Regions from separate parts of the Mus musculus genome. Here regions 2, 3, 4, 5, 6 and 7 are each linked to region 1. Evidence: chromatin contacts called from public promoter capture Hi-C data. All regions are on one chromosome and are shown on one strand. Each heading gives the region's core, a stretch centred on a gene start, on an enhancer-like site or on the middle of the called end of the contact. The rest is flanking DNA. Distances are from core to core; before and after follow the strand shown.

The links. Promoter capture Hi-C pulls out the DNA fragments that hold promoters and counts their contacts. Capture Hi-C pulls out chosen DNA fragments and counts their contacts.
Region 2: a promoter capture Hi-C map of pre-B cells shows a contact between it and region 1, with 8 times the contacts expected there. The contact joins the promoter of Anxa11 here to the promoter of Rps24 in region 1. A contact is called at or near these places in 8 of 39 promoter capture datasets (the 3T3-L1 cell line, 3T3-L1-derived adipocytes, the C10 cell line and 5 more), 4 of 484 Hi-C or Micro-C datasets (CD4 T cells, CD8 T cells, pre-pro-B cells and 1 more), 6 of 115 datasets of contacts at active chromatin or transcription factors (large pre-B cells, pro-B cells, regulatory T cell precursor and 3 more) and 2 of 9 other capture datasets (adipose tissue and liver).
Region 3: a contact with region 1 is called in a promoter capture Hi-C map of pre-B cells, with 6 times the contacts expected there. The contact joins the enhancer-like site here to the promoter of Rps24 in region 1. A contact is called at or near these places in 11 of 39 promoter capture datasets (the 3T3-L1 cell line, 3T3-L1-derived adipocytes, the C10 cell line and 7 more), 1 of 15 datasets of contacts at CTCF or cohesin (large pre-B cells), 2 of 484 Hi-C or Micro-C datasets (olfactory sensory neurons and pro-B cells) and 7 of 115 datasets of contacts at active chromatin or transcription factors (astrocytes, embryonic forebrain, embryonic hindbrain and 4 more).
Region 4: a promoter capture Hi-C map of adipose tissue shows a contact between it and region 1, with 6 times the contacts expected there. The contact joins the promoter of Zcchc24 here to the promoter of Rps24 in region 1. A contact is called at or near these places in 6 of 39 promoter capture datasets (the C10 cell line, cranial neural crest, hippocampal neurons and 3 more), 10 of 115 datasets of contacts at active chromatin or transcription factors (the 230-238 cell line, astrocytes, bone marrow-derived dendritic cells and 7 more) and 2 of 9 other capture datasets (adipose tissue and liver).
Region 5: a promoter capture Hi-C map of embryonic stem cells shows a contact between it and region 1, with 5 times the contacts expected there. The contact joins the enhancer-like site here to the promoter of Rps24 in region 1. A contact is called at or near these places in 15 of 39 promoter capture datasets (the 3T3-L1 cell line, 3T3-L1-derived adipocytes, the C10 cell line and 9 more), 1 of 15 datasets of contacts at CTCF or cohesin (large pre-B cells), 3 of 484 Hi-C or Micro-C datasets (bone marrow-derived macrophages, embryonic stem cells and immediate neuronal precursor), 23 of 115 datasets of contacts at active chromatin or transcription factors (the 230-238 cell line, acute myeloid leukemia, craniofacial prominence and 13 more) and 2 of 9 other capture datasets (embryonic stem cells and pancreatic islet).
Region 6: a promoter capture Hi-C map of pre-B cells shows a contact between it and region 1, with 6 times the contacts expected there. The contact joins the enhancer-like site here to the promoter of Rps24 in region 1. A contact is called at or near these places in 17 of 39 promoter capture datasets (the 3T3-L1 cell line, 3T3-L1-derived adipocytes, the C10 cell line and 9 more), 1 of 15 datasets of contacts at CTCF or cohesin (the NIH/3T3 cell line), 11 of 484 Hi-C or Micro-C datasets (cerebellum, cerebral cortex, cortical glia and 5 more), 23 of 115 datasets of contacts at active chromatin or transcription factors (the 230-238 cell line, bone marrow-derived macrophages, craniofacial prominence and 16 more) and 2 of 9 other capture datasets (adipose tissue and embryonic stem cells).
Region 7: a contact with region 1 is called in a promoter capture Hi-C map of pre-B cells. The contact joins the enhancer-like site here to the promoter of Rps24 in region 1. A contact is called at or near these places in 9 of 39 promoter capture datasets (the 3T3-L1 cell line, the C10 cell line, HPC-7-derived erythroid cells and 5 more), 1 of 15 datasets of contacts at CTCF or cohesin (large pre-B cells), 1 of 484 Hi-C or Micro-C datasets (bone marrow-derived macrophages), 20 of 115 datasets of contacts at active chromatin or transcription factors (the NIH/3T3 cell line, SST interneurons, T-cell acute lymphoblastic leukemia and 16 more) and 1 of 9 other capture datasets (pancreatic islet).

What each region holds. Positions count from the first base shown.
Region 1 is chr14:24,488,657-24,492,613 of GRCm38.p6, forward strand. It overlaps Rps24 (ribosomal protein S24), which reads left to right and starts at 2,022. Exons shown (of 6, transcript NM_011297.3): 1 at 2,022-2,102; 2 at 3,094-3,159; 3 at 3,251-3,460. The coding sequence starts at 2,100.
Region 2 is chr14:25,840,299-25,844,255 of GRCm38.p6, forward strand. Anxa11 (annexin A11) reads left to right here and starts at 1,857. Exons shown (of 15, transcript NM_013469.2): 1 at 1,857-1,997.
Region 3 is chr14:25,800,440-25,804,396 of GRCm38.p6, forward strand. No RefSeq gene overlaps it. Among named protein-coding and RNA genes, the nearest start is that of Zcchc24, 33 kb to the left of the region's middle. Within about 2 kb of position 2,197, at least 21 of the 459 cell types and tissues checked have an H3K27ac peak or open chromatin away from gene starts, as enhancers often do.
Region 4 is chr14:25,767,034-25,770,990 of GRCm38.p6, forward strand. It overlaps Zcchc24 (zinc finger, CCHC domain containing 24), which reads right to left and starts at 2,039. Exons shown (of 4, transcript NM_001101433.2): 1 at 1,578-2,039. The coding sequence starts at 1,823.
Region 5 is chr14:25,663,465-25,667,421 of GRCm38.p6, forward strand. It overlaps Zmiz1 (zinc finger, MIZ-type containing 1), which reads left to right. Exons shown (of 24, transcript NM_001310666.1): 24 at 1-3,279. Among named protein-coding and RNA genes, the nearest start is that of Gm52102, 4.2 kb to the left of the region's middle. Within about 2 kb of position 2,312, at least 22 of the 459 cell types and tissues checked have an H3K27ac peak or open chromatin away from gene starts, as enhancers often do. A contact at or near this core is called in embryonic stem cells and pancreatic islet, where this site is marked.
Region 6 is chr14:25,545,741-25,549,697 of GRCm38.p6, forward strand. The region is part of intron 3 of Zmiz1 (zinc finger, MIZ-type containing 1); the gene reads left to right. Among named protein-coding and RNA genes, the nearest start is that of Mir3075, 13 kb to the left of the region's middle. Within about 2 kb of position 1,686, at least 73 of the 459 cell types and tissues checked have an H3K27ac peak or open chromatin away from gene starts, as enhancers often do. A contact at or near this core is called in the 230-238 cell line, adipose tissue, bone marrow-derived macrophages and 4 more, where this site is marked.
Region 7 is chr14:25,523,419-25,527,375 of GRCm38.p6, forward strand. The region is part of intron 2 of Zmiz1 (zinc finger, MIZ-type containing 1); the gene reads left to right. Among named protein-coding and RNA genes, the nearest start is that of Mir3075, 9.0 kb to the right of the region's middle. Within about 2 kb of position 1,748, at least 50 of the 459 cell types and tissues checked have an H3K27ac peak or open chromatin away from gene starts, as enhancers often do. A contact at or near this core is called in pre-B cells, where this site is marked.

The sequences.
Region 1 (3,957 bases), core at 772-3,271:
TTCTGGTTCAGGCAATATTAAAAGCTTATTTTGTGTCAGATCAGAGATTCACACACATACAAAAAAAAACCCAAAATATATTTTGAGATAGGTTCTCTCTATGTAACCCTAGTTGGTATGTTGGTGCTTGCTTTGTAGCCCAGGATAGCCTCAAGTTCTTGGCTAATCCTCTTATTTAACTTCACAGATTGGTGTGGTCATTCATAGGTGTATGCCACCACAGCTGGTTCAAATAGATAGTTTCTTTCTTTTTTTTTTTTTTCTCCATCCAGAGCTGGGCATTGAACTCAGAGCCATTGCATACTGAACAATGTAGATTGTACCCAGAGCCTTTGCATATTAGACAGTGTTCCGCCACTGAGTGGACCTACATCCTCAGTTCTTTTAAAATTTTAACTGGAGCCAGGATCCAGCCATGTCATCCAGGCTGGCTGGATAAAAACCAGTCTTTTAAAAACTCACAAGTTTTTAAAAGACTCTCAGAAAGTCTCAAAGCCAAAAGAGCCACAATCCTCCCTTCCAATCCAATAAACTGCTAGGTGTGGTGCCCCACTTGGGAGGTGAAGGCAGAAAGATCAGGAATTCAGGATCATTCTTGGCAATGCAATGGATTTTTCAAGACCTTGCATGGGCTTCGAAGGTCTGGTTTTAAAGAACCTAAAGCCTCACACACGAAAAACCTTATGAAAAAGTCACTAGCAACTCGTGGTGTCACGTCAATGCAATAGGGGTGAGTAGTTAAGGTTTCTGCTATTTCCCTGGTGTAAAGCAGGGATGCTGACTGAAAGGCCTTTTTTTTCTCATTAATTAATTTATTTACTTTACGCCCTGATCAAAGCCCCCACCCCACCCCGACCCCAATGGCTTTCTTAAATGCCTTCAAGATGAACTTTTTTGGAGACAAGTTTTACTTTATTTTATTCTTTTTTTTTTTTTGGTTTCTCGAGACAGGGTTTCTCTGTGTAGTCCTGGCTGTCCTGGAACTCACTTTGTAGGCCAGGCTGGCCTCAAACTCAGAAATCCACCTGCCTCTGCCTCCCGAGTGCTGGGATTAAAGGCATGTGCCACCACGCCCGCCCGGCACTTTATTTTATTCTTGAGTCAGCGTCTCACTGTGCAACCCTGATTGACCCAAAACTCTTTGTAGGCCTCAAACTCAGAGATCTGCCTTCCTCTACCTCTTAGGCCCTGCTTAGTGGAAACAATTTAAACCAACTACCTGCCTCTAAGATTTAAACTAGTGGTTCTTAGCCTTGCTAACGCTGCGGCCTCTTACTACAGTTCCTCATATTGTGTTAACTCTTGACTATAAAATTATTCCTGCCGGGCAGTGGTGGCGCACGCCTTTAATCCCAGCACTTGGGAGGCAAAGGCAGGCGGATTTCTGAGTTCAAGGCCAGCCTGGTCTACAGAGTGAGTTCCAGGACAGCACAGAGAAACCCTGTCTCAAAAAACCCAAAAATAAATAAATAAATACTTAAAAAATAAAATTATTCTCGTTGCTACTTAATTGTAATTACTTAATTGTAATTAATTTGCTGTGATTTTGACTTGTAATGTAAATATCTGTTTCCTGATGGTTTTGGGCAACCCTTGCAAAAGGGTCGTGACCCTTTGGCTGAGAACCGCCGATTTAAACAAATGACATTGAAAGCGAACTTTACTGGGTGAAGTAGCGCACATTTCTCAAATCCAACGTGCCTGGGAGGCAGAAGCAGGCCGTTCTCTTGAATTCGAGGTCAGCGTGATCTACAGCGATAGTTTCAGGGCAGCCAGGGCTATATAGTGAACTCCTGTTTCAGAAAACAACAAAATACAAATGCAGGACGGAAAAGAAGGGAATGGGAAATATACACGCGATTGTGTAACCATACATCAATTTGAGTGGATCCAATTCAGGCCAGCCAGAGCCCAGGTCTGGGGCGTGGCTAAGGGCTAGCGAGGCGTGGCTTCAAGTACTTTCGGTCAGGCATTGCTGTAGTCTACCCCAAGGCCTTAGCCACGCCCCCGCGCTGGGGTCCTTCCTTGCGCGTTGATATGATTGGTCGGCAGTGAGCGGTCCTCTTTTCCTCCTCTCCAGCTCCGGCGCCGTAGCCATCATGGTGAGTCTCCTCGGGCTCTCAGCACTATCCGTCGCTTATCCGCGCCATCCCTGCCTGTTCGGGGACCCCACTAGAGCTGCAGCCATCCGGGGCCCACTTACTCTGCTCCGGCCTGCCTCACGGAGGCCGGTCGCCCGGGGTCGCCGAGTCGCGGCTGTCCGGCACCGCCGTCCGGAACACGCCGGGCTTTGGGCTCCCGGGCCTCGGCTATGGAAACCCCTGTGGAGCTTCAGGGGCACGAGTGAGGCGGGCGCTGGCGGGCCAAGGTGACGAAGGCGCCTCCGGCTCTTGGGCCAGCGGACTGAGCGGTGGAGCAGAACTTGGGTGCCTCGGGGACCGCCAAAAAGTGGCCTTGTCCACTTCTCTGAGGCGGAGGACTGAGCCTTCCGCCACGCGCGGGCTGTTCTTTGACTCGTGCATGGTGCTATCGAGGTGACTTAATCCCGATTCCTCGAGTCGAGCTCGGAAGGCAAGCAGCCATGTGCAAGCTGCCGATTTGAGTTGATCTCTGCTAATTTTCGTGTCTGTTTAAGCTCGCTGAATGCCAGCTACTGCGGTACTTACTCTAATTAGGGAAGAAGTTGGCGAAGTCCTGTGTCTGGGTAGCCACTGAGAGATGCTGGGAACCACTGAGACTTCTCTCTCCAAGCACTAGAGGCATTGGTTGCAGCATGTAGAGAGTCCTGGTGGTGTCCAGTGTCAGGTGATCAGGGATTCTCAAATCAATATGTGAGATCACAAAATCAGTAGTACTTCAAATGATAGCCATAATCTAAAGTGAAGTTTGGATGACGTGAGAGAAAATGAGTTGTTTTATGGTAGTTTATGAGGCGCTGTCGCCTGCTTTGGGGCTTTTTTGCCTTTTCTTTCCTTTATAGCTTGTCCCCAATTCCTGCCTCTTTCTAGACTGCATTGCTAGTAATTGCTGAAAGGCCAGAGCAAAGGCAAGACGAGATTTTTAACATCTTACTGACTTGTGTGTTACCTGCAGAATGACACAGTAACCATCCGGACCAGGAAGTTCATGACCAACCGTCTGCTTCAGAGGAAACAGATGGTAAGGATCAGAGTCAAAATGTGGTCTTTGTGTCTGCTTTTGAAGATGTAGTTAACTTGTAAGGAGTACTGACTCTTACACCTCTTTATAGGTCATTGATGTCCTTCATCCTGGGAAGGCAACAGTACCAAAGACAGAAATTCGGGAAAAGCTGGCCAAAATGTACAAAACCACACCAGATGTCATCTTTGTATTTGGATTCAGAACCCACTTCGGTGGTGGCAAGACCACTGGCTTTGGCATGATCTATGATTCTTTAGATTATGCAAAGAAGAATGAGCCTAAACACAGACTGGCAAGAGTAGGTATCTTATTCTTTAATGGATACATGCCTGTAATCCCAGCCTGGACTGAGTTAGGATGGCAAGTTAGATTTTGTTTTCCAGTGTATATTGGGATACAATAAGCAGTTTGGGCCAAACTTGTGGTGTTCTACCTACCCACTAGCCCATCTCCATGCAGTTTCTCTGGCCTTCTGAACTGGAACTTAGCAGTCTTTACTGGGCTTTCTATTTCTAAGTAGTGGAATTGCAGGTGTGCACTGCCATACCTCACTGTTTTGTATGAGCCGTGCTGCCGTCCATGCCTAGGAAAAGTTGGTATCATTTAATGGGAAAGTTACCATATACAATATACAATGCACACATGGTACCTTTAAAAATGTACAAACTTCATGTAGTCCAAAATGGGTAACAAGCTTGGTTGATGGTCAGGATGCACCTGGCTGGCTTATTTCATTCTTTTAGGTGACTTCTCACTGTCGCCCAGGCTGACCTCCTCTGTCTCCAGCGTGGTGAG
Region 2 (3,957 bases), core at 607-3,106, 1.4 Mb after region 1:
ATTTATTAAGTGTTCCCCCATCCCCTTTTGGTTTTCTTTCTTTTTTTTTTTAAGATTTATTTATCTATTTATTAAATGTTCTGCCTGCCTACAAGTCAGGAGAGGGCACTAGTCCTCATTACAAATGCTTGTGAGCCACCATGTGGTTGCTGGGAATTGAACTCATGACCTCTGGAAGAGCAGACAGTGCTCTTAACCTCTGAGCCATCTCTCCAGCCTGGAGGTTTTCTATGTGATGTTTTGTGTTAGGTTTCAAACCCTGGACCCTCAGAATTCCTCAGTCCTTACCTTACAGCCTGTGGCTGGCATACCCTGCCTTACCTTACAGCCTGTGGCTGGCATACCCTGCCTTACCTTACAGCCTGTGGCTGGCATAACCTGCCTTCTACCCACAACTCTGCAGGCCACGGTACAGGGCTGCTTTTCTCTACATAATATAATGATTTTAGTTACCCCTCCCCCTTTATTTTGTACCTTTAGCTTCTAGCTGCTGTACCTGGTTCTCCTCTCTCACCCATCTCCTTTCCCCTCCCCACTCTCCTCACAAGGCTCTGGGTCATGACCATTCTGGATTCTCCCAGATGTGTCTGCCTTTGACTATGTCTCTTTTTTCTCTACAATAAACCTTCTCCTTCACCATACCTAGGAGTAATCATGTTCCTCTGCTATTTATTTATTTATTTATTTATTTATTTATTTATTCATTCACTCTGAAACCTTAAGCCTGAGTTTCCCGCTGTGAGGCAGTAGCCTGGCAGGCTAGCTCATTCCGATCTGCTGGAGCAAGCAGACCACACCTGCCAACCAGGCTTCTTCCGGCTCTTACAGTCCACTGGGCTCCTAAAATGCAAATGACAAATGGCTTGTTTGCAAATCAAAAGTGGGCCATGAAAGAAGTGTACCCCAGGTGGGAGCTAGATAGTGAAGAATCCGTAAGGGGTGGGGGGAGATCCTGTGCAGTCTTCCGAAGAACCTGGTTGGTCCTGGGGCGTCAGTTGAAAGGACACTCGAATATAAAGTGAGGGGAAAAAAAAATACTGCAATCCTGTTTTATAAACAAATACATTTGCTTAAGCACAGCAAGCAACACAAACGTAGAAGTGTGTTGAACATCTGGAAGGAGGTGCCTAAATGTGAGCTGGGGAGAGTAAGAGACTTAATTTTTATTTTTAAATGTTACACAATCATACTCACTATACTACCTTTTTCTAAATAAACAACCAACGTGGGTCTTCTCCTGTTATTAACATATTAGTATTTTTGCTACAATAGATGTACCAATATTGATGCATTGTTATTAAATCTATATATGGTCCAGATGTCATTGTTTTTTTTAACTTAGTGTCCTTTTCCCAGGATCCCATCCAAGATGTCACATTACTTAGTTTTCATATCTCCATGTGACAGCTTCTCAGACTCCTCTTGTTTTGACAACCTTGAGAGTTTTGGACAGTCCTGAGTTCCTCAATTGGGGCTTGTCTGATATTTCTGCACGATTACTATGGGGTCATGTGTCTCCAGGAGGAAGACACCACACGACAGAAGATCAATATAAATTACCACTGCTGATGTTGGCCCTGGTCACTGGTTGAGGTGGTAATTTTTTCCATTGTGAAGTTTCCTCCTGCCGTACACAGTGACTGTTTTAAGTTTTTTTTCGCTGTCAAACTCCTGAAAATAAACACCCGCGAGAATGTCCTCTCATCCTGAGGTCTAGAGCGGCTTTGCTCCGGAAAGCTCGGGGCTTCCTACAAAGCTACCACTGAAGCGCAACCCTCACCTGTGGGCGTGGTCCCACGCACCCCGCCCCTCCAGAGAGGCTCCGCCCATCTCGTGCGGCTCCGCCCCGGGGCGACAAACGCGGCCGCGCCCGGAGAGTTTTCCGCCTTGCCGGCTCCTCCTTCGACCGTGCGCAGACACTCTCGGGTTAGGATCCAGGAAAGCGGGAGTAGGAAGGAGTTGCTATCCGAGCTCAGTGTCCCGGTCCCTGGTGCCAGGTGCGTGAGGGTCCCGGCGGGCGGCTTCCGCATGAGGGGTATTCGCGCGTGGCGTGGGGTGCAATGTTCCCCCGAGGACAAGGCCCGGAGTTGAACGGGGTCAGGGCAGGTGAGCCTGGGACCGCAGGGTCCCAGGGTGTGCGAACTTGGGGGTGACTGAGGTCTTACCTCAGTGCGCTTCCGGGAGAAGCTTGAGCGGAGCCCAGCGGGCCGAGAAAGCTGTCTTTGGGAACTTTGCTCCGGAACTGCAGGGCGCGGGTTCCTGGACCTGCCACCCTGGGTTTATATAAGGCAGGCTCCTAAGCGGTCCAGAGAATGCACGATTGTGCCAGATGCCGTGTTGCCTGCCTGTCTTCCTTACCGCGTATCCAGCTAGGATCCCTCTGCCCCTGCCCCCGCTTCTCGTTCCAGAGTCTTCAAGAACGCTTGCTTGAGCTTGGCAACCCGGACGTCCCGTGGGCTCAGGCCAGTCTCCTAAAGGCGTACAAGGTGTCAAACAAATCTGGGGGAGAATAGCTAAACTCATGCTGGGCACATTCTCTTTAGAGATTTTTCTCCCCGCCGGCTAATCAGTGGGCGTCCTTGGAGATTGGGTTTCCCAGACCCTACACCTAGAGTGTCAGCCTACCTGTCTGATCCCTTTACAGGATTCAACTAGCTTGCTCCCTGCTTGCTCCGAGGCTGCCTTGCCCCGAGGCTGCCTTATTGCGGAAGAAAGCTACAAATGCGGCCCTGGGTTGGGCTGTTCAACTTTGTTGATGGCGGTGTGTGTCATTGTCGAAAGGATGACTAGACTTGGACCCAGATCCTTGCGGGGAAGGGCCAGGTGTCTTGCTCACCCTCAGCCTGCTCCCATTATTCTCCTTCATTATTTTCTTGCTTCCGTCAGTTGTTGGGAATTCCTGGAGGATTAACAGGGCTGTTCCCCCAAGGCTTTGTCTGTTCTCGGGATTCTCTAGCTGGGGAAGCAAGGTGAGCTCACCCACACAGTCTGTTGCTCTAAGACAGGTGTCCACTTCGGATTCCTCCATCCCTTCCTGATACCTCATTAATTTCTGCACTGTAAAATGAGGGTAATTATAATTCTTATTTCATAGACTCACTGTGAGGATTGTGTGAGTTAATTTGTTGTCTTGTTAATTTGGGGTGGGGGTTGTTGTTGTTTGTTTGTTTGCTTGCTTTTGAAACAAGGTCTACCAATTTAGCATTGGCTGGCCTGGAACTTGCTTTGTAGACCAGTCTGGTCCCAAACTTCAATATCAAGACTCATACAGACCTCTGCCTCCTGAGTGCTGGGATTAAAGGTTTGTGCCACCGGCCAGCAAGTTAATATTTTTAAAAAAGCATTTATATTATTTTTAGTTAAGTGTGTGTATATTCAGTTCCGCTGGAGCTGAAGTTACAAGTTGTGAACGTCCTGAGTCTGAAATCTGGTCCTCATCAAGAGCAGTATTCACTCTTATCCACGGAGAGAGCTTTCCTGTCCTATGGTTAATCTAGTTTTACCTTTCTTGTTTGTTTTTTTGTGTGTCGCCCTGACTGTTCTGGAACTCACTCTATAGACTCTGTTGGCCTTGAACTCAAAGATTTGATTGTCTATGCTTCCTGAGGGCTGGGATCAAAGTTGTATCCCACTACACCAGGCTTATTTTTACAATTTTTAAACAAATTTCATTTTGTATTTATAAGTGTTTTTGTCTTCATGTATGTCTGTGTACCATGTGGGTAGCTGGTGCCCTTGTAAGACAAAGAGGGCATTGGATACCCTTGAACCGGAGTTGTGAACTGCCATGGGGCTACAAGTGCTCTTAACTGCTGAGCCATCACTCCAGCCTCTTGAGTTGTTTTTCTTTTTTTCTTTTTTCTTTTCTGAGACAGTCTCTCTCTCTCTAGTTCTGACTGTCCTGGAACTCACTCTGTAGGCCAGGCTGGCATCAAACTCAGAGAGATCCACCTGCCT
Region 3 (3,957 bases), core at 947-3,446, 1.3 Mb after region 1:
GTAAGTAGGCTAGGCTAGGCTTCCTTAAGTCCCGCCCTTCCTCTGTGCTTCTGTGCCCCCCCCCCCTTTTGGCCCACACCACATCTCTTGATGTCTCCCAAATGGACCATTCAAATTTATGGGAAGGGTCTGAGTATGGACAGTTTTATATCAGAAATTAAAGAGCCCACATTTGCAAGCAGAAAAGTCTGCCGAGTGACAAGAAACAGATAGTAGTGATGTGTTAGATAGGAGCGGAGCAGGGAAACCTCTCATCCGAATCTGCCACAGATATAGCAGTCGGCTGCACACAAAAAGCTCTTACATAAAGGCTCCATTTATATGGGGAAAAAAAAAAAACCACAGAGGTCTATGTTGGATCAGTGACTGTCAGGGAAGACCTGAAGATAAGATAAACAAGGTAGCTGCTTCGCAGGCGTCTAGACCATGGGAAGAGAAGAACATCTGGAGATAGGAGTGGATAAGAAATCAGAAGCTTCACAGAGAAGGTTCCAACCTCACCAACCCATGGGGCAGAAGTGCAGAAAAATTAGTGTTCTTGGCCAGAATGCAGTTTTTTCCTTGCCTTGCCCTGGCTGCTGACTATAATGTCTTAGGGATGTGAGATGCTGAAGAAAGGATGCAGTCAAGGATTCTGGGAGGGGCAAGGTCATGGGATCTGGGGTAGAAATAGAAACAACAAGAAACACAATGGATTTGGGGAGGATTTGCCAGGTGTAGAGGATGGTACGGGCATTTTTTAAAAATAGTATCTCATTTAGTCTCCACAGCAATCTACTGGATGTCTCATTCCCACATTGTGGAGAAGAGGTGAGAGCCAAGAGCTGGTAAATAGTCTGCACATAGCAATGGCCATTAAGAAAGAACAGGGGGCCTGGAGAGATGGCTCAGCAGTTAAGAGCACTGACTGGCCTTCCAGAGGTCCTGAGTTCAATTCGCAGCAACCACATGGTGGCTCACAACCATCTGTAATGGGTTCCGATGCCCTCTTCTGGTGTGTCTGAAGACAGCGATAGTGTACTTACATACATAAAATAAATAACAAATCTTTTAAAAAAAAAGAAAGAAAGAAAGAAAGAAAGAAAGAAAGAAAGAAAGAAAGAAAGAGAGAGAGAGAGAGAGGGAGGGAGGAAGGAAGGAAGGAAGGAAGGAAGGAAGGAAGGAAGGAAGGAAGAAAAGAAAGAAGGAAAGAAAAAAGAAAGAAAGAGGGAAGAATAGGGACTGGACATAACTACTTCTGGCTGTAAAGCCCTCATCCCAACTTCCGCTGACCATGAAGAACCTTCTAGTACTTTCCCGTGGTGCATCTACCAACTGCCGTTGACAGACGCTGCTTTCCGGGAAGATCATGCTGAAATGTGCCTCCCCCCACATCCTTTCCTGTTGCCCCTTTGGCTCTATGGTAGTCATTGTTGTTATCCATGAGACATTCCTGTCTGCTTCTGAGCAGTGGCAGGATAGGGTGCATGTATGCTTATGTTCAGCATCAAGTTAGATATTTCCCTGGCTGTGGTTTTGGTAAGTGGTAATATGGTCTGGGCACGATTGGGAGGTGGTGGGATCTTTAATAGGTGAGGCCAAGTTGGAAGTCCCATTGGCCTGAATGAAAATGCCCCCCGCCCCCCCCCACACACACACACACAGGGAGTGGTATTATTGGAGATGTGGCATTGTTGGGATGAGTGTGGCCTTCTTGGAGGAAGTGTATCACTAGGGTGGGCTTTGAGATCTCAGAAAATCAATGCAGGCCCAGTGTCATTCTCTCTTCTTGATGCCGGCCAATCCAGATGTAGAACACTCAGCTCCTTCTCCAGCACCACGTCTGCCTGTGTGCCACCATACTTCCCACCACGATGACAATGGACTAAGCTTCTGAAACTTTAAGCCAGTCCTAGTGAAACTTCCTTTATAAGAGTGGCTGTGGTCATGGTGTCTCTTCACAGCAATGAAAAACTTAACTAGGACAGGGTATGGCCTTGGAGAATATTGGGACCCTGGTCCTTTCTCCCAGCTAACATGGGATGAGTAGTATTCTCCTCTCCAACATACTTCTGCCATGGTACAACCTCAACATAGGCCCAAGCAATGATGCTAACCAACCACAGGCCAAAATAAAACTATTCTCTCAGTTATATCAGATGTTTTTCCAGTGAATAAAAGCTGGCTAATACACTGTGTGACTTCCTTTGGCCAGTAAAAACTAGGCTAAAGTTTTAAAAGCTAGTGTGCAGTTTTAGCTCTGCCAAAATATGGGGAGGACTGTCTGGATGAAGCTTGATTTGGCCTGAATCCATGAGCTAGCAGAATGCACAGCAGCCCCCTGCCCCCACCCTGTTCCCTGTGCTGACCTGTTTTGAATGAGTAGCAGGAACAGGAAACAAAGAGTTGTGGAAGCCAATGAAATGTGGGGATTGTTTGTTATTGTAGCAAAACTTAACCTATCCTGGCTGAACTGGGTCCCCATGCTGGTGAGTCTGTACTAGGCCATCAACAATCCGTCCTCCTCAAAGACTTCTCTAAGCCGAATTGCCTCTATTTTTCCAGCTGAGTTCTCTACTTGTGACCTTCTCAACTGATGCCAGATCCATGGGACAGATCATCCAGCCACCTTCACAAAGCCTCTTGTCTCAGCATGCCACCCAATGATGTAGTCAGGGTCACCAAAAGCTCTCAGTCAGCAAACAGGGCAACCTGCTACTGCCTTCTCATTCTTTGGGGTCCAAATGGGCTTCAAGATTCAGAAGTAGACTGCTTTTAACCTGGATTTTTATCCTGACACTTCCACTGGGTTACTCAAGGCAAGTTCCTTAACCCCTCTGAGCCAGTCTTCTAAGCTAAGGCAACAAGTGCTGGTAGCCTTGTGACAGTTTTGAGAATGAGGTAAGGGGCCCTCAGTGCCCCTGTGTCTGGTGAGCTACACAAGTGTTGTTGCTCTTCCTCTCCTCCTCATCCAAGTTCCTTGGGGCTCATAAGCAAGGGGAAGGGGGAGGGCCTTTCTGGACCGAGGCCAGACAGCTCCACTGCCATTGCTGGATTCTCTTAGTCTTAGGCTCTAAGACACAGCTGTCCCTTGGCTCCTTCACCTCCATGAACCTGGGAGATAGGGGAGCAGACTACAGATGTCCAGGGCACAGTGAAGGCTGCTGAGCTAATCCTGGGACTGCTGGGGAGGCTGGGCTAGGGCTCAGCAGGCTTTCTCCTGCCTGTGGCCGCCTGTGGCTGGGCTCAAATTTCCCAGGCCCCCAGCTCAGCTGTAGGCTTCCCCTCCCAACCCTTAACCCCCAACTCAACTTTCCTTTGTGCCCCCAACGGGAGTATCAGAGGCTGCAGGACAGGCCCAGGCAGGGGTCTGAGAAGAATCCAGAGGCTGTAGCCACTCAACCCAAGTCATTGTGAAGCCTGGGGTCTCAGATACCTGGGGTTCCGCAGGCCTTTCAGGCTTCAGGCCTCTCGGAATGCTACTCACTGGGTCAGAAACCTTGGGCCCAGCTTTACTTTGTGGCGTTCGGACAACTCCATGCTCCCTGAACTGGCTGTGCCTCCCAGGAAAGCTTCTACCCAGCATGGTGGGGCAAGACCTGGCTCTGGGGTGGGAGCCTCTTGGTGTAAGCAAAACTCCACCTGTAAGCTTTCTCAGATTCCCCTGGCCCACAGACTCCAAGTGTCCCTCTGGTCTGTCTCCTAAGGAACTGGCATCTGACTGTCCTTTCCTTGTTCCTAGCAGACTCCCACCCCAGAGGGGTGTGTGTGTGTATACATGCACACATGCATGCATGCATGTATGAGTGTGTTTGTCTGTGTGTGTATAAGTGTGTGCATGTGTGTATGAGTGTGTCTATACACACACATGCCCTTGTACTCATTACTGTGTCCTGAATACCAGTGACAGGAAAAACTTATTTTATTCTCTCCTTAACCACCTTGTTTCCCCACTTGACGAGTGAGAACCCGATAAGC
Region 4 (3,957 bases), core at 789-3,288, 1.3 Mb after region 1:
CTCTCACACACGTATTGTCTATGCTCCCCCCTGCCCCCCCCAGCCCCAGGCTCCTCACCCCTGTCCTGTGTAGAACTCAACAAATATTTGCTAAGAGAATTAATAATGGAAAACACCCAGCCAGTAAAGAAATACTCCACAAACAGTTCTCCAAAGCCTTTGGTCACCTAAAGTCAGCTCCCCAAGAGACAACACATTGTTACAAGAAAGAAGATCCCAGCCAGGAACCATTCCGCAGGGCAGAGAGCATGTGTTATGGTTTATAAAGAGCCTTGGCATGTAAGTGCTTTCCCCCACCCCCACCCCCACTCCCACCCCGGGCTCTGCAGGCACCTTTCCAGTCTTGCCCCCATACCCAGACCTCCTGCACAGCTTCTATTCCATAGGGCAGCAGGGCAGCCTTGGGAGTGCTGGCCTTTCACATGTCTGTGAGTCTTCCCGTAAACCATGGCAGTGTTGAACACATACCTGAGACCAGAAAGGGTGATCTCCTGACGCCACATCTCAACCCCAGCACACTCCAGCATATACAGGCCTCACTCGCAATGACCTCTGGGTCAGAGGTGAAAGTGACCCCGTGTGTGTCCCTCTACCTCCTGCGTCTTTTAGCAGAGGGAAACCACAGGGGGCAAGGGAAAGGCACAGAGGGTATTGGCAATTTCCAAAATGGAGCAAACGGATGTGGGGTGCCATTAGTAGATGGATTCTGGGAAGGCTCTGGATAAGACCCGCAAAGGAGGCTGGGAGGTCACGGCCACCTGTGTATTTATCTAGCTGGTAACATGCACTGTCCAGTAGACTTTGTAACCGAATCCATTGAGCAGGCAGCCTTTGCAACACATCCCAGGTTTTGGGAGAAGGCACTAGGCAGCTGGAGCCCTCCCATCGCCACAGCCTAACCCTCCCCCCCCCGCCCCCCAAGGATTTCCCTTTCATTTCCTTCCAGCCTGGGAAGGCAGGGGACAGAACAGTCTGCTAGGTCAAGCCCTCAGAAACCACTTCCTATGTGCCTGGGGGAGGGCAAGCAGCTGCAGGGTGGATCTAGGGGTTCCCAAGTGGTGGGAACAGGAGAAAAAGCCCCTGGAAGAGCAACTACTTTCCAGGGAGCCCTCCAGGTTAAGAACTATGGAGGTCGGTGGGAGGATTCTTTTAGGCCCTTTCAGAGTTCAGAGCAGGTTCTGCAATCCTCCGTCCCAGAGAATGGCAGCCAGAAAAGTTCATAAGGTTGGGCGAAGGAAAGACTAGGAAGGGGCTCCCCGCCCTAGCCGCACCCCGGCAGTCTGCAGAGAATCCGGAGACACCCTTGAGCCTGCTTACTAGGAGCAGGGCTCCAAACTCGGAGAGGGGGCGGGAGGGCCCTGCCCAGGCCTGAGCTGCTCCGGGAGGCTCTGCCGGGAGGTGACGCGCTCCTGGTGCCCCAGGGACTTCGGGCGGCAAATTTGGCAGAGCTGATCGAAGTCAAGCCAAGCCGAACTGGGCAATGCGGGGCCGGCTTGGGCCATGCCAGGAAGAGCGGAACAGATAGAAGAGGGGCCTGAAACAGTGAGCGCCGGGCTGGCGCGCGCTGGGGCACCCACCTCTCCGCGCTGCAGCTGGAAGACGCTGTTAAGATAACTGGAGTGCAGGGGAGAACCCAGCTGCTCCGGGCGGCCCTTGCCGAAGGCCAGCTCCGGGGGCGCGGCGCCGGCGGGAGGCTCGGGCCGGAAGGCATCGAAGGCACTAGCCTGGTGTGTGTCCTGAAGCGACAGGTAGACCCAGTTGAGTAGCTGGGCTGGCTGGTACACCGAGGCGGCGCTCGTGTCGATGGCAGACAGCAGGCTCATTTTGCCGTGGCGGTGCCGGCCCCTCCCCGGCCGCCCGCTCGCGCCCCCCTCCCGGCGGAGGGGCGGGCACCGGGGAGCCTGTGCCCACTGCCAGCCGCCCCGGCCCCGACGGCTATCCGCCCCGCGTCCCGCGCCCCGCGCGTTGCCCGCAGCCGCCCGCCGCCGCCGCCGCCTCCCCGAACTGCAGCAGTGGGCGCGCACGGGCGGAGGAAAGAGGCAGAGAAAGTTGGGCAGGAAACTTTTGGCCCCGCCCCGCCTGCTGCCAGCCCCGCCTCGCCCGGGGATCCGCTATCTGCCTCTGCGCTGACCCCTCCGGGGACCGCTCCTAGGGTGGGGTCCACAGAGACCCCGCCCCACCCCGGCCAGTTCGGTCCTATCCTCGCTCCCCCATTGGTTGTCTTATTGAATATGAATGTGGGGGAGGGGCAAGACAAGAAAGAAGGCGGGTCCGCACATGTAGCACGCCGCCGACCCCCACACCAGGAGCGGCCCCTCCCGAATTTCCCCCCTCCGCCCCGGGGTCAGCTCAGCTCCCCAGCCTAGGAGCTCAGAATCAATTGGGCCCAAACATTCAGTTGGTTCTACTGTATGCTGGTTCCCATCACTTCCCAGGAGCTCTCTAGTTAATTAGGCGTTTGCAGCTTTTCCTTCTCCCAGTCCCTCCTCTTGCTGTTAGTCCGATTGTGTTTCTGTGACTGTCTCGATGTTCTCTAACGACACTTTAAACGTGTCTCGTTTGAAGCTTCCTTCTGTCTCCCTCGCTTCCCTCAAACACACACACACACACACACACACACACACACACACACACACACTCACACACACACACACACACTCACACACACACACACACACACACACACACACACACACACACTCCTCGCGCTATCACCATAGGACCCTCCCCCTCCCACTTAATTCCTTCCATCTGCAGAATCGTTTTGCGGACAGCCTGCGCTGAGGGGGGCCCCAGGTTCCTGCCCAAGGAAGGGCTCCCCTTCTCCTCCCCCCTTACACCCCCTCCCATCTCTTCCACTTCTCCTGTTTCTACTCCAGGCTGGCTTTTCTCTCCTCTTCTGCTCCCTGGGTCCAGCGTCAGCTCTCCCTAGTGTCTTGAAGGGGTTCCAGGACCCTGGCCTACAAGATCTCGGAAACCCACATTTTCCTGGAGGAGCCCGCATTAGCCAGTGGCTTCCCAGATCCTGAGGCCTTCATTCACCTCACAGTCCCAGAATGGTGTGTGCTGCCCCATATCCTGGGACCCAAGAACCAGGTCCAACCTCTCAGTGCCAACTCAGAGGAACTGACTGCCCTATGGGGACTCAAGTCACCTTCACCTCATTTGGCCCTGAAGCCATTCAGCCTGGTGTTAAAATGCCAGTAAATGGACTTCTGATGAGCCACCTCCCCTCTGCCAACCAGCCTGTGTTCTCTGTACTATGGGAATGATTATATTCATACTGGGTAGCTGTTGAGTGGAAAAATAGATTCAGTAAATAGAAGCTGTTTCAGGAAGGTCCTTTGTCCCCCAACCAGTCACCAAGCCAGGACACCTCAGCACATCTGTAGATGCTTGAATTCAACAGCTTTCAGTGTGACAGAGAGCTAGCCTGTGTCACCAATTGAGAGACCCTTTGATCTCCCTGTTTTGAACCAGTTTGCCTATCAAACAATTGGCAGTTACTAATTCAAATGACAACACGTATGCTAATAAAATCCCAATATGCTTCTTCATTCAAGACTTATCTCTAAGCCAGATGTAGTGAGCTTGATGCTAGCCTGGGCTGTAGTGGGTTGGTCCTGTGCTGTTGTGTATTCAAATGCTAAAATCTGTACCCCAAGTTCTGGTTGCTTCAAGGTGAGCAGATCCTCTTGCATACCATCTTTTGCTGTAAAAACCTTGCCCCCCTGCCCCAAGTGTTGTGAATTTGGTCTGACGCTTGTATTGTGTTAAATGGGTTCCCAAAATTGCAGGAGAATACGCATGTAAAATGTTGAGGGTCCCTGCCCCAAGTTGGTTCTGATTGGAAATTAAAGTTGCCAATGGTTGGGCAGGGAAACAGAGGAGGGACTTTAGGATTTTCGGGCAAGGGGACCAAGGAAGATGATTTAAAACCACCAGGCTGGGAAAAGA
Region 5 (3,957 bases), core at 1,062-3,561, 1.2 Mb after region 1:
TCCGGCCCCCAGGCCAGGGTAGTGGACAAGCCTTGGAGGAGTGGTGACAGTTTGCAGCAGTGAGGAAGGACACGCACACACACACACACACACCACAGAAAAGCACAACCCTCTGGGGAGGAGACCATCCCTCAAGGCCGGGGGTCGTGGCTTTGGCCTCTGACTTCTAAGCCAAGATGCCCTGTAAACACTCTCTCAGCAGAACAAGGACAAAGTGCCGTGTCTGAGAGAGAGTGCCACACCTTGTAGGGACTGGCAGGAAACAGGTCAGGGCCTTCCCCAGAGCCAAGACAATGCAGAGGAGGGCTCCTTAACTCAGACCAGGGCCATGCCTTGCGGGGAGCAGAGAGTGTGTGCACCACACCAAAGGGAGCCCTCCGTTAGTTAGAGGCCAGAGGACGATGCCAGCCAGAGCCCCACAGAAGCAGCCAGGGCCTTGCAGCTTTGCCCCAAGCCAATCCCTGCTTTTAAATGACCCGCAGCGGGGAGCTCTGAAGAAGGAGCTCTGAAGGAAAGGAACATTGTATCTGGACAGCAAGCAAGCCATTTCCCCCCATGTTCTCTTTCCTTCCTCCTACCCATACTTCCTTCTCTGAGACTATTCCATGGGACCCACTTCCCTCTGGGTTCTCCTTTCCCCAGACAGCTGTAGGGGCACATGGTAGGGAAGCAGCATAGGCCCCCAGGGAAACGACTCCACAGCAGGGCCTTCATGGATCTCCAAGTCTCTCAGTCTGGTCCAGCAGGTTCTCTGCTCAAAGCTGCCTGTCTCCAGCCCAGACCTTTGCTGGGTGCACCAGAGCATCTCAGCAGGCAGGCATTTTGTGGCATTTATGGCCTGTCACTCCCTGTATTTCTCCCTCCATCCAGAGCTCGCTCCACACTCCTGCTCACCCAGCAAGTGCAGCCTCTGGCCCTCCTCTGCTTTTTCACTCCATCCAGCTTAGAGTCCCCTGCTGGCTTGTCACTCGCCTGCTTTGTGCCAGGCTGGTCTGTGTCCCCCTGAGCCTCATGGCCTACGGTGATGCCTGTGGTGATGCCAGGTTGTCCGCTCACATGAGTCCCATCTGTAAATTCTTTGCTCCCTTCTCCGATGCTGCCACCCAAGGCCTTCTCCTGCCTCCTGTCCACTGCCAGCGTCCTCATTTGTCATCGGTCATTAGCCTCCCTCTGTGCTCCCTGGCACTCTTAATATAGATTGAACCAGAAAGGTGACCCCTAGCTGTTGACTTATTGTCACCCTAAAAAAAAAAAAGGCACAAGGAAAGCTGCCACCTCCCCACCCCTCCTCTTCCTTTGTCCTGTTGTTAAGGTTTTTTCAAGCAGTGTGTTCAGTATGCAAATCAATTATTTTAAGAATCGCTTTTGTAAATATCTTTGTGAATATTTTAGTATTGTCTTTGATAATATTCAACATTTTCATGACCTGGTTATAGCCTTTGCTGGTGTTTTTAAAATATCTTGACTCAGTGACAAAACCCGAGTCCTTTTTTAAAAAAACAAAAACAAACAACAAAAACAAACAAAAACCAACCAGGGCTATTTGTACAGATGAGAGAGGAGCAGAAGAGGCGGCTGTGCTCGAGTTGAGAGACCAGGCAACCCACTGTTGAGAACCACTCTCAGTCAGCTGGTAGGGACATTACACCAGGTACCCCGTGGCTATCCCTACCCAGTGTCGGTGGCCCGGCACAGGGCCGTGCTCTGTCGGACTGTACGGATTGTTCAGCTTCAGACTGACAAATGCCTTTCTCACAAGTTCCTGCTTCTTGCCGTGATACTGTGCCCCAGAACAGCCTGGGGTCCCTGCTAGTTCCTGTCAAGGCATGCCCAGGTTCTCCACAGCTTTCCAGTGCAAAAGGCCTAGACACTCCCAGTAGCCCAGCCTCTCTGGTCATCTCTCCGTTCACACCCGAGGCTACACCTGAGGCTGATTTCCTAAGGCTCCCTCCCAGGCAAGTGCCCACCAGCAAGTTCACCACAGAGCCTGAAGCCCACACTCCGGAAATGTCTCCTTCCAGAGAAATGTTGGAGCCGATCCAGGGTTTGAGAGAGCTACAAAGACATCGGGGGCTGGAGCCATGCCTTGGTAGTGACAGACGCAGGTAAAGGTGACATCCATAAACAGAGGCAGGCCTAGGCTCTGGAAAGATCCTCAGTCCTTTCTTACAACAACTTGGAGCCATAGTAACCTCCGAAATGAGGTCTCAGCAAGCCACTTTACCACAACGAGCAACCCACCCATAGGCACGTACCAGCCGCCACTCAGCTAAGCGGCTGGGCTGGGAGAGAGCATGCGCAGATGGGAAAGGCCCCGCCCCCCGCACAGGCGATCACCCTCATCTTCTTGGTTTGAAGCTTTATTCATGTCTCACGTATCCTGTAGCCATTTTATTTTTTAAAAGATTCCTAACACTTTCTCCCTAACGGAAGCCCTAAATCCCAGAGAGCTACAGGTCTGCTCCCCATGGGCCCTCGGGCCTGACCAATCCAGACGAGGCAGAGAGCAGCAGCGACTCAAGGGCCGTGTGTACATATGTAAATGAGAAATAGACATGTCAACAAGATACATTCATTTCTCCCGGAATGTGTATTGTTTTTATTTTACAAAACAGAGAAACAACAAAAGGCTTGGAACTCCTTCATTCTACGTGGAATACTAGATCCCGTTTGTTAGCCTTCGTGACTCCGTCCTTGTCTCCTGTAATATACTGACCCTGTGTGCAGAGGCGTTTTTGTTCCCTTTTGTTTTTATTTTTACCTACATGTACTATTTACCTTCTGTGTCCTGGCCCTGCCACCTGTGTATTTTTAGGGTGCTATGGAAACAATGAAGAGAAACGGGGATTTCAGAAGAAAATTGTAACCAAATTCATATACTTTGTATAAGTTTTTGATATCATGATCACAGGTGATTCACACGTACACACATCCACACCCACACGTGCAGCCTGAAGTGACGTCCACAGAACCCGCCCTTGTCTTTGTACATCGTATGTACACTGCAATCATTTCATACTTTTGACTGGTCAGAAAAAAAAAACTAATTGTGATTTCTAGTCTTGCAAAGCTGTATGCAGTTAGATGATGTGACCTCTAATATTTATCTAATAAATATGTATTCAGATGAAACCTGTATATTAGGTGTTCATGTGGTTATTTTGTATTTAAAGATCAAATTATTTGATTATTGCTAGACATTTCTATACTCTGTTGTAACACTGAGGTATCTCATTTGCTCATGTTAATTTTTTTCTAAATAAATGGACAAAAAATGAAGGTTCTGGTGAGTTAGCTGTTTTATGGGTGTTAAGGACTGGTCTGAGGGAATGGCCTTTGGTGTTTTGTTTTGTTTTAAGATTTATTAAGTTTACAGCATTCTGCCTGCACATATGCCTTAAGGCCAGAAGAGGGCACCAGATCTCATTATAGATGTTTGTGAGCCACCATGTGGTTGCTGGGACTTGAACTGAGGACCTCTGGAAGAGCAGACAGTGCTCTTAACTTCTGAGCCCTCTCTCCAGGCTTTGGTTTTTAAACCACCACCCTATCCTGCTGGTCTGTGCACACACAGAAACAATGGAGTGGTCTGGGTGTTGATGTGGAAGAATTCTGCCCTGGTGTCCCCAGATGAGATCCTGAAACCCATGTGACTGTGAATAGCTCTGGGCATCTGTCCCTCTTGGTGAGGAGCGATATCTCTTGTTGATGGCTTGTGGGACAAAGTTTTGTGATGACTGGCTAAATATAGGACCCTCAACAGGACCAAGTCCTGAAGGGGAGCTGAGTCCTTAGGCCATCTGTGACTCAGGCTAATAGCCTTTGCTGAGCCTCTGACAGACTAGGAACAGGAGCCTGTCCGTGTCAAATCAGGTTCTGTCCACAGCATCTAGACACAGCCATAGTCCATAAATGCCTTAACAACTGCTCTCCTTGCAGGCTATGCAGCGCTGTCTA
Region 6 (3,957 bases), core at 436-2,935, 1.1 Mb after region 1:
GCCATCTAACTTAAACTTCCTAGATGTTTGTTTTAACCCTGGCGTGGGGGTACTCGCCTACAGTTCAGAGCATTGCCGGCGCCAAAGGAGGATTACCTCAAGTTTGAAGCTAACTCCGACTGCGCCAAAGGAGGATTACCTCAAGTTTGAAGCTAACTCCGACTAAATAGTAAGACTCTGCTTGGGGAGGGGGGCGGGACTTAACACCAACCACAAATTGTTTGTAAACTAAGGCACTGATGGCTACGCTAAGCACTCCACCCATGGCCACACACCCAGTGGAAGGCAGAGCCAGAATGTGAACTGGCCCCACCTGACTTTCAGGCCTGAGCCCCAGCCTCAACCATGGGCATAGGGAGCCACCTGCATCTTTACAGGGATAGGGCTGGCTCCCTGTTAGTTCCCATAAGACAGGGAGCTGCTTGGAGAGCCACAGCAATGCTATCTGCAAAGCACCTGGGCTCGGCTCATCTTATTTTCTGACTAGTCGGGGTAAGTCCAGGAAGAAAGTGTGTAGAGTAATAAAGAGGGAGGATGGATCCTTGCCATCCAGTGGGAGCTAGCCTTATCCAGGAATACCAAAATGGCCAGCATATCCCATGCTGTCAGCTGTGGCACAGGACACCCAGGTAGGAGCCTTCTTAGCATCCTCTAAGGTAGTCAATGTACCCAGTTTACTGTAGCTGCAGAACCAAAGAGAGTCTTCTGTAGGGCTGCCTGAGACCCACAGCTCCTATGAGAGGCACAGGGAGAAGCCATGCTGAACTGGATAGAACATGAGACATCAGGAAGAAAGCCAAAGCTAGTCCCATAGCTGAGCACTCAGGTAGAGCTCCAGAGAGACTCCTAGGAGGCCTGTCACAGGACAAAGCCCTGTGGGCACACCTTTGTTTGATGGGCAGTGGGGAGCCAGTGAACGTTGAGTTAGTAGAAGAACACAAGGCTATTTCTTCTCAGTTTCCATGGAGGGGATATTCATGTTGGGAACCCCTTCTACAGAATAGTTGCCCTCTTGCAAGCCCAGCCTTTAAAATGGAAGTCTAGTACGGGTGGGGACTAGCATGTTCAAACTGTTCATCAGAGATGGGATGCTAGGGTGGTAAAGAGCTCATTGAACAAGCCAAATGGAGATGTTAAGGGCCAGGGACTCTGAGGATGCAGCCATTGAGTGTCTCCTGCCTTGGGGGGAAACCAAGGCCTGGAGTTGAGAAGTGTTTGTCTAGAAAGGCCCAGAGCCCTTAGAGTAAATGCATAGCTCTGGCCTCTATCCGCCACAGCTCCAGTCTGCACCTGTTCTCCCGAGGGAGATCTCTTCCTGCATGTCTCTGACCTCAAGCCAAAGACGATGCATGAAACCCGGAACAGCTCACCAGGATCAGAGCAAGAGACAGTGAAATCCTTCTTTTACCCCTAGACGTTGAGGCTGCCGCCCTGGCTGGCCCGTTATAAGTGTGCAGTGGTCCACTGGCATTGCTGCCACCCTGGGCCTAGAACAGTTCCACTGGGTTGGAAATTTGCCAGCCTGGGTTGTGGTCTGCAGAGTGCTCCTGGGTGCTCAGCTGCTCGCAGCGTGAAATATGATGGGTACCTGTGGCTGAAGCTGCTGGAGGAGTGACATCCTGAGTCTCCGTGCAGCCCAGCCTGCACACACTGCCTAGCAGGACCTGTGAAATGAAAACATGTGTTTCCTGCTGGAGGCCGACACGGGGCTGGGCTCCATGCGGCCTTGGTAAGCTGGCCCGCTCTCAGGAAGCCCTGCACCACCCCCACCCCACCCCACCCCCCAAAGCAGTGCCACAAAAACAGTGGAAAAGTGAGCCTGCTCCAAGGCTGTTTCCACTGTAAACAGTGGCTCTTCAGCTGGTCCCCAGCCTCCTGAGTCAGGGCCAGACTCCTCCACCCTGCCTGAGAAGTACCTCAGCTGCCCTCCAGCCCGACAGTGGCCCACTCATAGAAGAAGCTCTCTGAGCCTTACTTGCACTTTAGATATAATCTGTCAAGACCCCTTTGTCTTCATGCACAGCCTGTGAAGTGAGAAGGCAAGTTCAGGAAGCACATCGGCACACAGAGAAGGACAGAGCATGACCAGTGTCACACAGTAAAGACAAGGCTGACACAGTCTTCTTCTGGGACTGCGGGTCTCAGAGAAAGATTCTGAGTGGTGTTCACTGTCTGATGCAACCTGGGTTTCTTTGAGTTTGTGCCATAAACTCAGGAAGGCAGCAGCATTTAGTGGGAGCCACATCTTCGTTGCCGATTTTAATAATGTCCTGTTTTCCTTAGTAACGCGTGTTACTTGTGGCCAGCCTGACAGTCACAGAAGTGGAAGGAGAAAAACAGAACTGCCCTGACTCTGCCCAAGGGTTCCTTCTTGCCTTGCACTGGGCTCCCCGCCTCCCCCCCACCCCCTACCCCGCCTTGTCACTTCCTAAGATCCTTTCATCTGTTGATCGTACGTCATGAGCAGATTTTGAGGGTCACTGTTTTTAAAAACCAGGGTTCTTCATGGCCCCAAGGAGAGAATGAGAGTACGTGACAGTTAGTTTTCTCCTGCCCACACTTGCTAGGATGGGTGCTACCAAGGATGCCATGAGGAGGTGCCCACCCTACAAGGAAGCTTCTAGAGAAGGTGGATTTACATGGGCCTGGGAGCTAGGTACCAAGAGGCTCAGTTTTGTAGTTTGACATAGGTTGCCTGTGGTTCACCCTGAAGCCAACTCAGCTGTGCCCAAGCTCTTTCTGTTAACTGCAAACATGACAATGCCTTCCTCCATTCACTTGGTCCAGATGTCAGTATCGAGTGCCTTCTGTATCTGTGTGCAAATGGTTAGGAAAGCCAAAAAAAAATAAAAAAGGCCTCAGGCCCCCACCTTCCCCTCCTGTCACCCGCTATGCCCCAGAAACCCAGCCAGGTCCCTCTTTGGAACCCTCACCAAGTCAGATCTGGAGGCCAGCTGGGCTGTGGGGGCAGCAGAGGTTCCAGGAGGAGCTATCTCCGGTCCCCTCCATCCGCCGACGTCCTTGGTGGCCCTGAGACAGCTTTATGGAGGACAGATTGAGGCTGTCTCCCTCCTGGCAGGTTTATTTCTTCATCTTTCAAACCCTGCTCTGATTTTTTCCACCTTGGCCTTCCCACCCCCACTGGCTGCCTGGCAAGCTTCCTCTCCCTCCCCGTCATCTGTCAGCCTGGCGAGGCAGAGGGCCACTGGCCTCCCAGGTGATTGACTTATGGGAGAGGCAGGCCAGGCTCTGCAGGAGTCCTTTTGGCTTCCTGCCTGGGAGAAGACTGGGGAGACTGGTAGGGTGGCCACTGTGAGCCATGAGGCCCCAGTGTGTCTCCACTCCATTTAGACAGCCCTGCCTGCTGGCCAGGCCACCCCTGCTCAGGCCTCAGTTTCCCTTCCGGAAGGAAAGGCATGCCCAGAGCTAGCAGAAGGCAAGATGGTCAGAGCAGCCGACTTCTGCCTCATTATGGAACACTTCCTAAACGATGCTGTCACTGAGCTGGAGATCAGAGATACATGGAGGAAGAAGAGAAGGGAGATACACATTTATAAAGAGCCTACTGCGTGCAGCTACCACCACCCCTGCCCCCAACAGCAACCTAAAGAGATAGTCATTGGTAGCAACAGGTCAGAATTATTTTGACAGGTCGGCAGGCTTTACTTATTTGCTGTTAGTTATTTTCTTTTCTTTCTTTTTTTTTAAAGATTTATTTATTTCATGTATGTAAGTATACCTTACTTACAAGTACACCGTCGTACACAAGTATAAGTAGTTACAAGTACACTTACAAGTACACCGTCGCTGCCTTCAGACACGCCAGAAGAAAGCATCAGATCCCATTACAGATGGTTGTGAGCTCCCATGTGGTTGCTGGGATTTGAACTCAGGACCTCTGGAAGAGCAGTCAGTACTCTTAACCTCTGAGCCATCTCTCCAGCCCAGTTATTTTTC
Region 7 (3,957 bases), core at 498-2,997, 1.0 Mb after region 1:
CAGAGCAAAGTGAGCAAAGGCCACTGGTCACTCGTCCTTCAGAAACTTGAGCTGGCCCAGTCTGTGCCACAGGGCCTTGTTGCCACCTGGCCCACAGTGTGTGGTTGTGGGTACCTACATGCCTGTGAGACCAAGGGAACCTTGACCATCACGTGGCTGCTTTTCCCGTTTATCTAAGTAAGCAGTTCAGGCCAGCTGAAGCAAGGAGCCTGCCATGCAGTGAAGGACAGAGGACGGGAGCTGTAGTACAGTGGAGGGCCCTGAGCCAGGGGTTAGAGCTCCCGGGCTGGGACCAGCCCTGTATAGATCCTCTCCAGCAGACTCTCCAGCCTGCGCCTGTACCATCCATCTGACCACAGAAACTCCCCTCAGCCCTGCCTCAGAGAGGCTGGAAGCTCTGGCAAGGCAGAGCTCTAAAAGGCAGCATCCTAGCCAGAGATGGGGGTTGGTATAAGAAAGCTGCCTCCAACTGTTGTGGCCCAACACATACCCAGAAAGCCAATGAATGTGTGTGATGTCCCTACTGTGTGTCAAGTCCTGGTCTGTGTGGAGGTAAAGACTTTCTCTAGAACCTCTGGGGAACCCCATATCTGACATACTTCCTTCCTGTTGGAGGATTGAGACCAGTCCCCTGCCACGGTAAGGACCCTATGACCTTGTCATGAGTTGCCCTGTCTGACCTCCCATAGCTCAGGATGTCGAAGCCCCCAGTCAGAGCTCAGTGAGGCAGGTAAGAGACTTGTGTTCCTCGAGGACCAAGGACTGAGCAGGTGTTTCTAGCCGAGGAGGGGCCTTTCCTCGGGCCCCCTTTCCCAGAGCCAGAGCAGCTGCCTGCAGCTGACAGATATGCAGGCCAAGATGACCTCTGAACATCTGGGGACTTCTATGAACCCTCCAGGCGGGATAAGACAGCCCTGAAATGGGCCTCGCTTGGCCGTTGCCGTGTTCGCCAGTCTTTCTAGGAACAGTGCTGTCCTTCCAGGCCCAGAAAGAGAAGAGCTGTAGTTGCCACTGAGTAGTGAGGGAGTCCTATTTGGTGAGCTACCTATGTTCTTGTCTGTATCCCCTTCTTGGCTGGCTCATCCCTCTCTTCTTTCTTTTGACAAATATTTCTTGGCATGTGTCCTTGCCAGCCCTGTGTTCCAGGAAAACCAGCCCTAAAGGTATTAATGGTCAAATCAATGGCAGCCTCCCAGATAGGCCAAAGGGGTCAAGAAGGTAAGGCGTGTTAGAAGAAGCAGCTATGTATAGGAATTGAGATACAGCTAACTGGGCTCTGGGAGGGAGAAGGACTCTCAGTACTGGGTGCCAAGATGAGGAGGTACCGAGGGCCACCTCAGAGCATGCAGGGCATCACCAGACTTTGCTTCAATAACATTTGAGGATACAATATTCAGCACGAAGAAGATACATGGGGAGCCTCTGTGCAGAGAAAATCCAGAGGGGTGTGGCTGGTGACTGCCATTTTACCAGTCCCATGTGAATATGGGTGCTGAGCTGGGCGGGCACAGAGTAATGAAGCTAGAGCCATCTGGGCCTTCAGGTTGGGTTTCCGCTGCCCACAGTCATCTGGTTGTTCTAGTGTGCTGGCCACCTGCCACTAGACTGAAGTCTGACCTCTATCCTCCACCCTACTTGTCTGAGGCCACAGACCATTGGCCTTCAGCATCTCTGAGCCCCTCCCAAGCTTCCTGCCTCAGAAGTCCCAACTCTCTAATCAGGCCCCTTGTCTACAACTAGCAGCCAGTGTGTGGCTCCTATCAGTTCTGCCAAAGCTTAGCAGATGCACATTCCCGCCTGTCAGGATGTCCAGGGCCAGGAGGCCGGCTGGGGCTAATCTTGGTTGGGGGTAGGGGGCACTTGGGCTACCATGTGCAATCAGAAGAACTGTGTTCCAGGGAAACCCTGGTCCCTCCCACTCTCAATGGACAGAAGAGGGTTGTAGGCCTAGAGGCCAGCTAGGAGGCCTTGCTTACTCTGATGTGTAAGAACTGCCTGGGGGAGCAGTGAGGAGCCAGGGGGGAACTAGGAGACTGTGTTTATATCCACTAAGCCCCCAGAGCAGGCCACCCACGTCCTTTTTTACTGTACCCCCAGCCTGGGTAGATATAGCCCCAACTCCTGTGAGCCATGGAGATTGGGCTGAAGTTACCTACGCTGCTAGAGTCAAGTGTGCATCAGTGGCTCCATGGACCTTTCCCTGCACACTATCAGCTGGTCTGACCTGTCAGCACTAGGCAAAGCCAGTTCCCAAAGGCCCTGTCCAGCCACATCCGAGGTTGTATGCCCGGGGAAGAAAGCAAGTGGTGCTTTTATCATGGCCTCATCCTGTAAACCAAATGGTCAGAGGCTCAGAGGTCAGAGGCCATGGTGGCCAAGCCCACCAGGCTTCCCAGTCCGTCCTGCCTCCAGAAAGGATCAGCCCTTATGAAGCGGCCTCTGAGGCCCTCCCTCTCCCCTGGGCCCAGTGTGAATTGATGGGACAGGAAGCTGGGGGGAGTGGGAGGATGGGTCTAGCCCAGGGATGAAGTACAATGAAGCGTGTCCTGTCCCCAGGGCCACAGGCACACAGGTCACCCCCACAGGAAGCCCGACCCAAGCACTACCTTGGCCCACCCAAGCTTCCCGACTGAAGCGTCTCCTATTCCCGTGGGAGCCACCACCAAGAATCCTACCCTCTTGAGAAAGGAAGGCGTGCCCTGACCCTGACCTGCTCTGCCTCCTGCCACGCTGTCCCACGGGTAGGGGCTTCTCACCCTGCATATGCATGACTGGGCTCCTTCAGACAACCACTGACTTCAGGCACACAGGAGACACCTCAGGGCAGGCCTGTATGCCGGAGGCCCAGATTCCAGATTCTTTGTTCAGGATCTGCTGCCAGTTTGGTGGTCCCCGCAAGCAAGTCACGTGTCCATTCTGGGCATCATCTGTAAAAAGCCAGGGACAAGAAGACACTTTGCCTAGCATAAGCAGTCAGTGAAATAAAACCCTTGGCAGAGGATGAGCTAGTGACTGGTGAGAACATCTGGACTTGGGTGACCACTCACAAGCTCCTCACACATCCCTGAGGGTGAGGAGGGCCCTCTGTCCGTCTTCCAGCCCAGCAGGTGAACCATGTCTGAGCTTTGCGTTTCATAGGCAGGGGTGTCAGGTCATTGGATCTGAAAAGTGTGTGTGTGTGTGTGTGTGTGTGTGTGTGTGTGTGTGTGTGTATACATGAGCATGTAGACGTGTGTGTTTGTGTGTGCTATGAGAAGGTCCTCCTCCCTCCTGGCAGATACCTGAGACAACCTCTTCAAAGCTGCTTGGCACCAGCCCAGTTCAGTGTATATATGGGTGTCTTCCCAAGGCTTCCAGGGAGTGGGTCAGGACTCCAAGGAATGTGGGTTAAGACTTGGAAGGGTTAAAGGAGATAGAGGGGTGTGCTTTGAACTAATGTACCTGTTAATGAACAGAGAGAGGGGAAGTTCCAACACGGAAGCCGCTCGGTCTCAGGATCCACTCTGTCAACCTGGCCTCACAGAGCCTTTGTCATTGCTTGGTGTTGTTGGGTGATCCCTACAAGTCCGACCAAGGGGACCAGAGCCTTCCCAGGAACAGACATGCAGAGGGACGATGACACAGTGCCCTGACGTCCTTAGACTGGGCAGGCATGGGTTCTTGGGAAGAGGAATTGGCAGTGTGCACTGGACGCAGGGCCCCTGAGTCACAAAGAGACAAAGTTAACCAGAGGGCCAGGCCAACCTTGGTCTCTTGTGGACTGGAGTGGTTGTCCAGGGCTGACACCATGCCCCTCACTTCTTCCTCTGGTTGTCTCCCTGCCCCACCCACCCCTAGGTGGATCCCGTTGTTACACACACACACACACACACACACACACACACACACACACACAGAAAGAGAGAGAGAGAGAGAGAGAGAGAGAGAGAGAGAGAGAGAGTACAGAGAGAGAGTGCC